Regions from separate parts of the Sus scrofa genome. Here region 1 is linked to region 2. A link is a contact called in public promoter capture Hi-C data. All regions are on one chromosome and are shown on one strand. Each heading gives the region's core, a stretch centred on a gene start, on an enhancer-like site or on the middle of the called end of the contact. The rest is flanking DNA. Distances are from core to core; before and after follow the strand shown. Region 1 holds the start of MAN1A2 (mannosyl-oligosaccharide 1,2-alpha-mannosidase IB). Region 2 holds the start of FAM46C (family with sequence similarity 46 member C).

Region 1 (2,700 bases), core at 98-2,597, 220 kb after region 2:
TGGGCAGAGTATTTTATAAAGTTCTCATCTTCCAGCGAAGGTATGATACATCGAACAGTCTTCAGGATCTTGGCAAAACAAGGGAGACTCAATTTTTCTCCTTCTAAAGGACTCCTGTGCTTATGAATAGGGCACCTCTTTCACGCTCGTCCAATTACATTCAGAAATGCGTGTGGCCCCCGAACGATCACTAGTTTATGTCCTATGAAATCTCCTTTGCCATCTGGCTTTCAGTACCTCACCGGGTGATCCCAAGTCTCCTCTTCATTCCTAAGGGTAGATCAGGCAAGCAACACCGCAGAGAGGATGCAAGGTAGGTTCTTCCATTCCTGCACCTCCGGGAGATGCTCCACTGTGGTCTCCCGCCCCAAAACGGAGCCCGACGTGATCCGAGGAGTTGGAGAGGTTCACTCGAGCTCCTCCGGGGCTTCGATGGCAGAATCCCTTAACCTCGGTGGTCGGAAAATAAGAGGCTCCTCGGAAGTCAGCCAACCCGGAGGAGGGTCTCCCGCCTCGCCAGGAAGCCGAAGCAGCCGCGCAGGGCGAAAAGCAGGAAGGAGAGCTCGGACGCCCGCGCCTCCTGACACCGGCCCCGGACTCAGGGAACCGGCAAGAGCTCCGACGCTGCCCACTCGACGGCTGGCTCGAAGGGCATCCGCGTCCAAAATACCTGAGCCCTCCCAGCAGCGGCCGCCTCGGCCGCTGTTGCCACCACTCGGGTCTGTCAGGAGCGGAACTTCCTCCTCGGCGGCCACTAAGAGGCCCCGGCGTGTGCAGGGGGAGGGGAGGCGCCGCGGCCGCCCCCGCCCGGCTCCTCCTCCTCCTCCTCCTCTCGGCGGCGGGTTAAGTTAACCCTGGTGCCGGCTCCCCGAGTGAGGCCGCCGCTGACCCCACCGCGCCCGGCCGCGGAGACCGAGCCCCCGGGGCCCCGGGGCGTGGAGGAAAGCTGAGCCGCAGCCCCTCGGTCCGAGAGCCCGGGGCAGGCGCCTGCTCATTCCTCGCTCAGCCCGGGAGCGGCGGCGACCCCGGGCGCGCGGGAGCAGCCGCGTCTCGGGCGGGCAGAGGTCAGCTCCGTCTCCTTCTTCCCGGGCCGCTGGCCGCCGTGGGGGCCTCGGCCGCGCTGCCTCCGATCGATCGCAGGTCCTCGCTCCGGCGGCGGCGGCGGCGGCGGCGGGAGAAGCGGCGCGTCCACGCGGTACGGGTACGCGGCCCGGTCCTCGTCCCCTGGCACCCTAGGCCGGGAGGGCGCGGAGCAGCCGGGGACCGACACCCGTTGGGCTCACGCCGAGAGGGAGGCGGCGGAGGCGGAGGCTGGTAGGGGGGCGCGGGCCGGCCTCCGGCCCGGACTCGCGAGTGGGCGTCCCCGGGCGGCGGAGTGTGAGGTGCGCGCGCACGCTCCCGGCCCCGCCGCCACCGCCCCTCCCCCGCCCCGCCCGGCCCGCGCTCCGGTCTCGCGCCGCTGCGGGCTCCAGCGCCTGCCGCCCAGACACCAGCCGACCGCGCGCCCCCTGGAAGCGTCCTGCAGCCGCCTTCTGGGCGCGCGAGGCGAGAAAGTCGCCGGTCTGCCTCACTGGTAACTTCACCCGTGCCCAGCTTTGCCGTCCCCCGTTCGTGGCCTTGACCCGGCTTGGGGAATGGGGGAGGGCGCGGGTCGCCATCCAGAGTTACTGGGACTGAAGGGTTCTGCTGGCCAAGGTTCACATTTACTCTGGCCCCGTGAAAATCTTGTCTTCAGTGATGGACCATTGGTCCCTGGGGCTCAACGACTAGGTCTCCAGCTTCTTCCTTGCAGCCCACGTGCACCTCGTTGGGCACCCGAGGCCCGAGCCTTCTCTATTGAGCACCAATTGTGTGCCAGGCTCTGTGTTAGAAATAAAATGGCGACTCTAAGATTAGGTTTCCTGGCTGAGAAGTCTGATAGTTGCCCATGCGACTCTATAGCACAACAGCCTACTTGGGGTTCAGTTTTTGGAAGATAGTCTCCCATCAAGTCCTTCACACCCCGCTCCACCACCCTTCCTGTAAAGAGAGAAGTATGATCCAGGAAGTGCTAAAACCCCAAAAGACAACAGCGTTGTTTAAATATAGGCTTAAAAGCAATCTGAGTTGATTCTGTTATCCATAGTATTGAGGAGAACCATGTGATTAAGTCCAAAAAATTTCTTTGTAATACATAAGTATTCTCACTTCCAGTTTCCTTTGAGTGTGTTTTATTCCGATATTAAGACAAGCTGTCATTGCCTCTGCACATCCTTAGTGCTGATTGGGAATTGGAGAGGAGTCCCTTAAGTGGCAGGGTCCAAAGGTCAGCCTTAGTTACAAATCAGACAAAAAAACTTCATGTTCATTGGAACAATTCAAAGTACATTTCAGTCTGCACTATTGCCAGAAGCACTGCATGTCTAACTACCTACTATATGACAAAGGAAGTCATTGTCATTTAATTCGCCTAATAAAAGACAAAAATGCCAAGGGCCACCTCTCACCCAGTCAGCCTGACAGCCCAATCCAAAGTGGGGTTTGTGTTGGACACTTGTAAAGAGTAGATTTAAGAAATTTCCTGCTTTCCCAATGTGTCCTTATAAAGTGTGCCAATTTTATGAATAAGTTTCTAAAGCCAGGGCTTCGGTAAGCCAAAGGAAAAGAAACTTTGGTTTTCAACTATTGGGGTCATTAATTTCCTTGGAAAGATCGGGGAAA
Region 2 (2,700 bases), core at 187-2,686:
TCCTGAATACCAACTGTCACCATACAAATTGGCTACCTAGTCTTTATAAACGCTGGATGTTTAAAAGTGCAGTTGAAGCACTCCACGGTTTGCATATTCTAACTCCAGAAGCAATCAACAAACGTTAAAAAAGCAGCAGGTTCCTATTTGAGACAACGATTTAGGCAGCCCTGCAGAAGCCTCCCTCTGGACAAAAAAAAAGGGGGGGGGGTTGCAAGGAGACCGAACAGATCCTCCCCACAGGGTCCTGCCCTAACAATCGGTTCTAGTGCTCCTGGATGAACCGGAGTTCTCCAGAGAAACTCGCCAGGCACTTCCCCGGAAGTCGTCTCTTCCTTCGAGGTAGCGCCGATTTGTTTCTCTCGGGCAGGCGTTCCGCGTTTAGGTGCACAGGCTGCTACCCTGCACTCGTCAGGTTCGTCACCCTCCTCTGGCTCCCTCCCACCTTCGCGATCTGAACTGTGACACCTCTCTGGACAGCCGTGCCCCTAAGCCGCCCGCGGCTCCGCTAGCCCAGTCAACGGACGGCCGTGGCTTTCCGCGTACAGGCTAAGCAAGTTTCATTCCTAAAAGGGGAGGAACCAGGTCGCAGACGCCGTCTTCCCGAGAGAAGCAAAGCCCACGCGTCACTCGCTTGGATCACTTTGCTGCTCTCGGCGTCCCCAGTCTAGTGCGAGTGCAGGAGAAGTTAGAGATCTCCGCCCTCTCCCTCAAACCCTGGCGCTGGCACCCAGCAGGGGGAGGGTCCCACCCCTGTCCTCCCCTTCCCGGACTGATACAGCCCCCGACCGCTGCTGTCTCCAACTGCACCTTCCAGAGCCGCCGCATTCGAATTTGCGCTCGGCCGGCCGGCCAAGGTGTGCGCACCCGCGGAGCGCCCGGACGAGCCCGAGAGACCGCAAGCAAGGGAGGAGTGGTGCGGCCGCCGTCGGACCCGGGGAAGGAGCTGAAGGCCCCGTCACATACACTTCAGCTGCTCGGCAGGCTCGGGCCAGCACGGAGCCCGCGGGACGCGCGGAGCAGGAACTCGCCGAAGTTTGCCAGGCCCGGTCGAAGTCTCTCGAAAGTTGTAGCTCCCTCTCGGAGCGTCTCGCCTGGCCCTCGGGGGCGACAGGATAACGGGGGTGTCGTCGCTGGAGCTGAGGGGGAAGGGGGCACAGGGGCCCGGCACCTGTCCGCACCTCACCTCGGGGCCGCGGCGTCCCCTCCGGGCTAGGCGAAGACTTAGGCTCCTCTCGGCTGGAGCGGACCCCCCGAGAGCAGGGCGCGCGGCATTCTGGGACCGCGCATCCTCGCACCTTTAAAGGAGGGGGTTGGTGGACTCACCTGGGCGGCGGCGGCGGAGGAGACCACAGAGGCAGGTCCTTGGCGTGGGCAGCCCCCCAGCAGGAGCGGCGCGGTCACTACAGCCCCCAAGCAGCGGTACCGAGTGAGCAGTCCTGCCGCCGCCCCCTCCGTTTTTATATGGCCTGACCACGCCCCCGTCCGCCGCCACCGCCCCCACCCCCGCCCCTTAGCCTGCCCTCCCGGGGGAGCGAGGGGCGGGGCGGGGCGGAGCCGGCACCCACCAAATCCTTCCGCCGGGGCGCTGACGACGAGGGCAGGGCGAAAGGTGCCCTCTGATTGGCTCCTCGGGTGAATGGTTGCCGAGAGACGAGTAAATCTTCGGCGGCGGGAAGGGGCCGGGGTGCCAAAGGAGATAGCATTGCGCAGGCTCAATAGAGAGGGGCTGCGTTGACAACCCCCCCCTTAACTTCGGAGTTACTCAGACTCCCTTTCGACTTTCCACTACCTTCTCTTTTGCTGGTGGTAGCGCATAACTTATCACCCAACTGCCCCGCGCCCAAGTTTTTTTCCAGCTCTATTCCGCTCCCTCGCGGGTCTGTTTTTTTTACTTCTCTGGGAATTTTAGCTTTAGTTCCCTCTCCGGTAGTGGGGAGTGAAGCCCCCACGCCTACCCCGGACTCGAGTTTTTCTTTTTTCTTTTTTTTTTTTTGCCATTTCTAGGGCCGCTCCTGCGGCATATGGAGGTTCCCAGGCTAGGGGTCTAATCGGAGCTGTAGCCACCCGCCTATGCCAGAGCCACAGCAATGCAGGATCCGAGCCGCGTCTGCAACCTACACCACAGCTCACGGCAACGCCGGATCGTTAACCCACTGAGCAAGGGCAGGGACCAAACCCGCAACCTCATGGTTCCTAGTCGGATGCGTTAACCACTGCGCCACGACGGGAACTCCCCGGACTCGAGTTTTGAAGTCGGGGAGAACACTTGTTTTCTGAGCCAGACGAGCCTTCCTGATCCCCCAAGCAAATTGGCTGGAGGTCATTGGGGAAAGGGCCAGCACAGTTGGTTCTCTGGAGCGGTTACCACCTGTGTGCAGTTAGTGGGACTAAGGGCCTGGAGGAATCCATCGCCAAGCCTGCAAACTGCGGCAGCTTCAGCCGTACTCTTACTCGTACTCGGAATGTCACAGGGCTCAGTCGTGTCTGTTACATAACATGCAGGCGGGGTTTGGACGCTGTCCCGTCACTCCGTAGCAAGTGGTTTCGAGTCCAGGTTCTAAATTCAGATTAACCTGGATTGGGATCTCTATTCACTACCTAACTATCTGTAAGGCCTTGGGCAAGTAACTTAACCAACCCTCCATAAATCTCCATTTCCTCACCTGTACGGAGGGACTAAAATCGGAACAGCTTTGT

The links. Promoter capture Hi-C pulls out the DNA fragments that hold promoters and counts their contacts.
Region 1: a contact with region 2 is called in a promoter capture Hi-C map of liver, with 3 times the contacts expected there. The contact joins the promoter of MAN1A2 here to the promoter of FAM46C in region 2. A contact is called at or near these places in 1 of 5 promoter capture datasets (liver), 1 of 47 Hi-C or Micro-C datasets (fibroblasts) and 1 of 2 datasets of contacts at active chromatin or transcription factors (alveolar macrophages).

The regions. Positions count from the first base shown.
Region 1 is chr4:103,375,785-103,378,484 of Sscrofa11.1, forward strand. It overlaps MAN1A2 (mannosyl-oligosaccharide 1,2-alpha-mannosidase IB), which reads right to left and starts at 1,348. Exons shown (of 13, transcript XM_001927622.7): 1 at 1-1,348. LOC110260487 reads left to right here and starts at 307. Exons shown (of 3, transcript XM_021090828.1): 1 at 307-769; 2 at 952-1,573. The coding sequence starts at 307.
Region 2 is chr4:103,152,638-103,155,337 of Sscrofa11.1, forward strand. FAM46C (family with sequence similarity 46 member C) reads right to left here and starts at 1,437. Exons shown (of 2, transcript NM_001315609.1): 1 at 1,327-1,437.